Regions from separate parts of the Mus musculus genome. Here region 2 is linked to region 1. A link is a contact called in public promoter capture Hi-C data. All regions are on one chromosome and are shown on one strand. The core of a region is the stretch at or near the end of the contact, and the rest is flanking DNA. Distances in the headings are between cores, read along the strand shown.

Evidence for each region. Capture Hi-C pulls out chosen DNA fragments and counts their contacts.
Region 2: a contact with region 1 is called in a promoter capture Hi-C map of adipose tissue. The contact joins the promoter of Spats2 here to the promoter of Troap in region 1. A contact is called at or near these places in 6 of 39 promoter capture datasets (the HPC-7 cell line, liver, macrophages and 2 more), 3 of 15 datasets of contacts at CTCF or cohesin (CD8 T cells, the NIH/3T3 cell line and liver), 7 of 484 Hi-C or Micro-C datasets (the HL-1 cell line, embryonic stem cells, liver and 2 more), 16 of 115 datasets of contacts at active chromatin or transcription factors (the 230-238 cell line, the SCID.adh cell line, T-cell acute lymphoblastic leukemia and 10 more) and 4 of 9 other capture datasets (adipose tissue, liver, macrophages and 1 more).

The regions. Positions count from the first base shown.
Region 1 is chr15:99,073,292-99,076,249 of GRCm38.p6, forward strand. Troap (trophinin associated protein) reads left to right here and starts at 1,682. Exons shown (of 14, transcript NM_030159.1): 1 at 1,682-1,801; 2 at 2,059-2,207; 3 at 2,317-2,506. The coding sequence starts at 2,064. Gm34284 (predicted gene, 34284) reads right to left here and starts at 1,378. Exons shown (of 3, transcript NR_155351.1): 1 at 1,265-1,378.
Region 2 is chr15:99,125,335-99,128,336 of GRCm38.p6, forward strand. It overlaps Spats2 (spermatogenesis associated, serine-rich 2), which reads left to right and starts at 1,511. Exons shown (of 13, transcript NM_139140.1): 1 at 1,511-1,553.

The DNA.
Region 1 (2,958 bases), core at 432-2,931:
GCACTCGGGAGGCAGAGGCAGGCGAATTTCTGAGTTCAAGGCTAGCCTGGTCTACAAAGTGAGTTCCAGGACAGCCAGGGCTACACAGAGAAACCCTGGCTCGGAAAAAAAAAAAAAAAAAAAAAGAATGGTGGCTGCTCTTCCAGAGGTCCTGAGTTCAATTCCCAGCAACCACATCGTGGCTCAGGACCACCTGTAACAGGATACAATGTCGTCTTCTGGTGTGCCTGAAGACAGTGACAGTGTACTCACATACTTAAAATAAATAAATCTTTTTAAAAAAAATGTTGGGGGACTGCAGAGATGGCTCAGAGGTTAAGAGCACCGACTGCTCTTCCGAAGGTCCTGAGTTCAAATCCCAGCAACCACATGGTGGCTCACAACCATCCTTAATGAGATCTGACTCCCTCTTCTGGAGTGTCTGAAGACAGCTACAGTGTACTTACATATAATAAAAATAAATTGTTTAACTAAAAGCATATATATTTAAAATAAAACGACTCAAGGGGTTGGGCAAGGAAATTATTTGGAAGACAATCGCTTTTAAAACCAAGCTGAGGGCTGGCGAGATGGCTCAGCGGTTAAGAGCACTGACTGCTCTTCCAAACGTCCTGAGTTCAAATCCCAGCAACCACATGGTGGCTCACAACCATCCGTAATGAGATCTGACGCCCTCTTCTGGTGCATCTGAAGACAGCTACAGTGTACTAATGAATAATAATAAATAAATCTTTTAAAAAAATAAAATAAAACCAAGCTGACTGTCTCTGTGTGCTCTGTTTCATCTGGCTAAACAGCTGAATAGATGCTCAAAGGTATAAAATCCGTAGGTGTGAAAAGAAGTGGCATATGGAAGGGGAGATCCGGAAGCACGCCTATGTTCCTGGCTTGCTGGTCAGCACCCTTTAAACTATGCAGGGAGTGTGCAATCCGAGCTTCCTGAAGCAGGAAGCTGCGAGTTTGAGGCCACTCTCAGGTGGGGTGGGGTGAGACATTGCCCACCCCCATCTCCATCATCTGGCAGCCTCACAGTTGCCTGCCAGTAAGGAGCAGGTGAGCCCTCTCATCCAGACCGGTGGAAGGAAACCTGAAGATGCAGAGATCTCCCCACCCAGGAGGAGCCCTTCAATTCTGATTAACAGAGCTCCAGCCACCCTGGGCCTGACCACATCCCACCAGGGTGTGAGGTCCGAGTGGACACAGGATTTCTTGGCTCCTCGTTCTCGTTGGGCTCCAACAGTTCAGGTACCTCCAGCCCTCTCACCCATTAGGCTCCTATCTCCTGCAAGAAGTGCCCATGGTTCCCAAAACCCGGCCGTGCACTACGTTCAGAGTGTGGTCAACAGTGGTCTCGATGGCCAATCTTTCCCACAATTCCGCGGTCTTCATGAGGGGCCAGCCCTCGGTTGGCTCCAGCTCTCGCGAGAGTACGGTAATGCCCGTTGCAGTCCAGACTGGCCTTCCCGGGCTTCAGAACAGCATCCTCCCTGGCTTTCCGCCCCCATCCTGCCACTCGCGCTCCGTCCTCGGATTGGCCGAGAGAGCTGGTCAGTTGTTCTCCCATCAAGAAAACGTTTCGGCGACTAGTCCTTCTCTGGCCCCGCCTTCGGAGCCTGCGGATTGGGTGGCTCCGTGTGACGTCACGACCCTCCGAGTCACCGGGTACCAGCCAATCAGGAGCTTGGCGTATTTTACAAACCGGGGAAGCAGCAGCAGCCGCAAGCAGAAGCAGAAGCAGAAACCCAAGAAATCGGCGAAAAACCCGAGGAAGTAGAGGTGACCCGGAGGGCCTCCTGGAATGGTGCGGCACGAGGATCTTAGAGGGGAGTCCTGCCGAGGTTCCTAGGGAGGAGAGCAGTTTGGAGCTCCGGGGCGAGATAGCAGACTTAGGGTTTCTGGAAGAGTTGCCAGGAGAGCGGCCTTGCTGCCGGTGCGGGCTTCTAGGCACATGGATTGGGACCAAGGGGAAAGAATCAGGGATATCAGCACCCATGCTTTGAGAAGTGATTTGCTTTGGTCCTCAGTCCTGTCTACCTTCTTCTCTCATCTCCATTATAGCCGCCATGACTACCCTCCAAACCAATAAGGATCCCCATCTCCGAGGTGTATCTCCCAACCCTAGCAAGATTCCAGTACTCTCCCAAAGATGCCAAGATTTTTCCTCAGTCAAGTCGCGCTCTCTGGACCAGGAGAACCAAGATCCGAGGGTAGGAGGGGCTGGACACAAGGAGGCACCTCGAGTCAGCAATGCACCCCCACCCCCCATCCCCACCCCACCCCCGCACTGAATCCCAGCTTTTTCCCCCTTCCCCCTAGACACCAGCACAGAAACCACCGCGCAGTACTCAACGTCAACGTCCACTCACTGACACGGCAGGCCTCAGATCGAAAACCTTGCACCAGACTGAAAAATCACCAAGCTTGAAGACCCTGCGGAACCCTCTGGAGGAACTCAAGCCTAGCTCTGGGGGATCAAATGTGGGGCTTGTGACCCATCCCCAGACAGGTACCTGTTCCAGACCTGGGGGCAGCCTACTTGGCTGAGTGAGAATGGGAGACCCAAAGTGGAGGTCTTGCATACTGCAAGAGACCTGGGTTTTGTCCAGAAACCTCTTTGCTCTGAGAAACCATCACTTTCAGCAAAATGCCATCTTTTGCCTGGCATGGTGGTTCATGCCTCTAATCCCAGCACTTTAGGAGGCAGAGGCAAGTGGTCTCTGTGAATTGGACACCTTTTACCTATTGAACTCCAGGCCTAAACAATTATATTGTATCTAAAAAAAAAAAGACATCTTCTGGGCCTTTTTAGCAACCCTGGGCAAGACAGTCACAGTCATTTGCTCATTGTTATGCTGAGTCTTTATAATCTGTCCATACTTCAGCTTTAATTCTTCCTTTTCAACAATAAATATATATATATATTAAAGATTTATTTATTTATTATATGTAAGTACACTG
Region 2 (3,002 bases), core at 261-2,760, 52 kb after region 1:
TCACAATAAACAAAAATAAAAACAGTGCACAGCAAAAAGAACAAGGATCCGATGAAGACATCTGACTTGGCAGACACATACTGTCCCATGGTCAATTATATGATCTAAGACTGGAGTGATAAAACATATGGATATACTGTGCTCTGCCTGTAGCACACATCTATAAGCACGCACTTGAGGTGGTTCTGACTATTCAAAGCCCCTTTGCTTGGCTTCAAAGGAAGTGAGAAGTAGATGGTGATGAATATTTTCAGTGATGATTTAGTCGAAAACTCAGCCTCTACCAGGCGTATCCAACCTTTTGATATTGTGACATGATTGTCTTCCACAAAGTTCACTATTTAGATTTTAAAAATAACCGCCAAAACAGGTCTCATATTTAAGTTCCTTGGCTTGAATGTGGTTGGACATGCCCTTCCTAACCTCTCTCTCCTGATCAGAACCGGTAAGACACTAACTCAAAAGATACATCAATACTAGCGATGATCTGGCTCTGGAGAGGCTGGAGATTTCGAGCCCTGATTACGAAGTTAGGTATTTAACAGAAAGATTCGACAACAGCCCTTCCTAATCACAGCCACGTAGAGGGATGCAGGAAGTGTGAGGTCGTTCGCTCGCACATCCTCTCTCCAGAACCTCTCCCATCAGGCTGGGTGGCCAGGTGGCTCTGAAATAACCTTTAGGAGCAGAAGGTAGGTCCGGAGGCGGGCAAAGTTAAAGGGAGTGAGCGGCTGAATTGTTCCCTGCTAGAGAGGGCGGACGTGCCTGCAGACCTGGAGCGAAAGGCTCTAGGATCCCATTGGGAATCTTCGGCCACCTCCGGTGAGTTTCGGCTCTTTCCGTCAGTTCCCGCTCGGCTCGTCACTTAGGGGCACGCTGGCGCCCACTCCTAGCCCGGCCGCTTTAGGTCGCCTTTCCCGCACGCGGACGCGAGTACGCGCCCTGCTCGTCTCGCCGCCGTTCCTTCCCGTTTGGCCCCTGACCCGCTCCTTCAACCCCTCAGTGAATTAATTCCCCGTCTCCCGCAACTCAGGCGCGCGAACCCCGCGCGAAGGGAGAGCGCCTGAGAGGAGCGGTAACCCGGCCGCGCGCCCCGGTCCCCTCGGCTCCGGTCTCCCGCGTGCGGCGCATCGGGGTCGCGCCGGCGCGAGCGCGCGCCCTGCGCTCCGGCTGGCGGGGGGCGCATGCACGAGTACGAGCGCGCGCGCACGCGCGGGCTCCGAGGCGGGGCGAGAGGGGCGAGCGGCGGCGCGAGTGCGGGCGGACGAGGGTCGCTGTGGATCCGCGGGCACTCCGGCCCCAGCCGCGCCTGCGAGGCTCTGCCGGCCGCCCGGCGGACGAGGGACGCGGGGAAGGCGGCGGTGGGGGCGGGGCGGCTCGGCGTCGGGCCTCGGGCGAGCTGGGGGAGGAGCGCGGCAGCGACGGCGGCGGCTCCCGAGGACGAGGGCGAGGAGGAGGCGGAGGCTCTTCTTTCCTCATCCCAGACCCGGGAGCGTCCGGAACGCAGAGCCCGGAACTGGGGGGACGCGGCGGCTGCAGGGAGCCCGGGCTAGGTAAGGCTGGGGGTGTTGGGTGAAGTGGGTGGCGGGGGCGAGAGGGGCCGGAGGTGGAGGGAGGGCTCGAGGAAGGGGAAAGAGGGAAGGGGCAGTTGTTGGGGGTTGGGGTACCGAGAGGAGGGGGACCGGGAGCCCTTTGGTTCCCGCAGTGTGGAGAGGGCCGCGGGTTTCTGGGGTTAAAGGGGCGAGCGAAGCACACGGGTCCGAGTTGGGGAGTTTCCAGAGGATAGGCCGGAGAAACAATGGAGTGAGGGGGACTCTGGCGAGAGCGTGTGTGCGGTCCTAGATTTCAGAAACTACGTGCGGGATCGGAAAGAATGAAATAATGGGTCGATTGAAATGTGAAGTACGGCGAGATGGGCATGTGTAAAGTCTTCTGCATTGTGTCAGGACGCAAGTGCCATCATGGGACTTAAAGGGTAGAAGGACAATTTCGGAATTTGAGAGGAAACCGGACTAGAAAAGGCAAAGAGAGGCAAAGAAATACGAGTTTGGTTTTGAATTAAACCAGAGCCTAGGATAGAGGTGCACTAGAGGGTCTTCGTCTCCTAATTCATCCAAGATGATTCTATTTTTTTTTTTTTTTAGGGAGTGGGTTAGTCTTGGCCCCTTGCTAAGGCATGCAAGCCCTTCTCCCAGTAATTTTATTATTATTATTTATAGTTCATTTTGTTGTAAGGCAAAACTGTAATATTTATTCTCGATCAGCTCAGCAGACTACTGTATATAATTTCTCCGTATTTATTGAAGCAAGAGAGAACACACTGCCGGCAGTACTCTACCATGAGCGAGGTCAGCGATACTGCGGAGTTGAAGATGTTTGGTTTGAAAAGTAATGAATAACTGTGATTTTTTTTTTCTTTTTAAATTTAAGTTGTCTGTCCTTTGTTGGAATTTTTGTTTCCCATTGAGAAATGTTCCGGCTTGAAAAAAAAATGTTCATAAACCTTCTAATTCTGGTTTTGTGCTTGGGGGAAGAGAGTTTCGGTTTTTTGTTTTTAGAAATTGTTCAGGGATGCTGATTCCTAGTGGTCAAACTGCCTCCACATTCTCGTATTTTTGAGTTAAGGTGGTTTGGGAGTCCTGTGAATAAGTATTTCAGGGTTATGGACTTTGCATTCCACCCCCCCCCCCAGACTCCCCCCTTGGGGGTGGTCTTAGTCTTTATCAGTAACCTAGGCTGGCTTGTGACCTATTGTGTAACCCCAGTTAGCCTTTGAAGTAAAGTTCTTTTGCCTCAGACTCCCAGCTGCTGGGATTACAGCTGTGAGGCTGGGCCTGTATCTTCTTTATACTTTAATTTCCAGGCCAAATTTGATACAGCACTGACTGGAAGATCACTGATTCTGAAGCTATTATTATCATTATGCATTCATAGATGTGTGCGTTAAGCTTTTCATTGGTGAGACGTGAAGTTTTGCTGACTCATCTAAACTAAAATTTCTG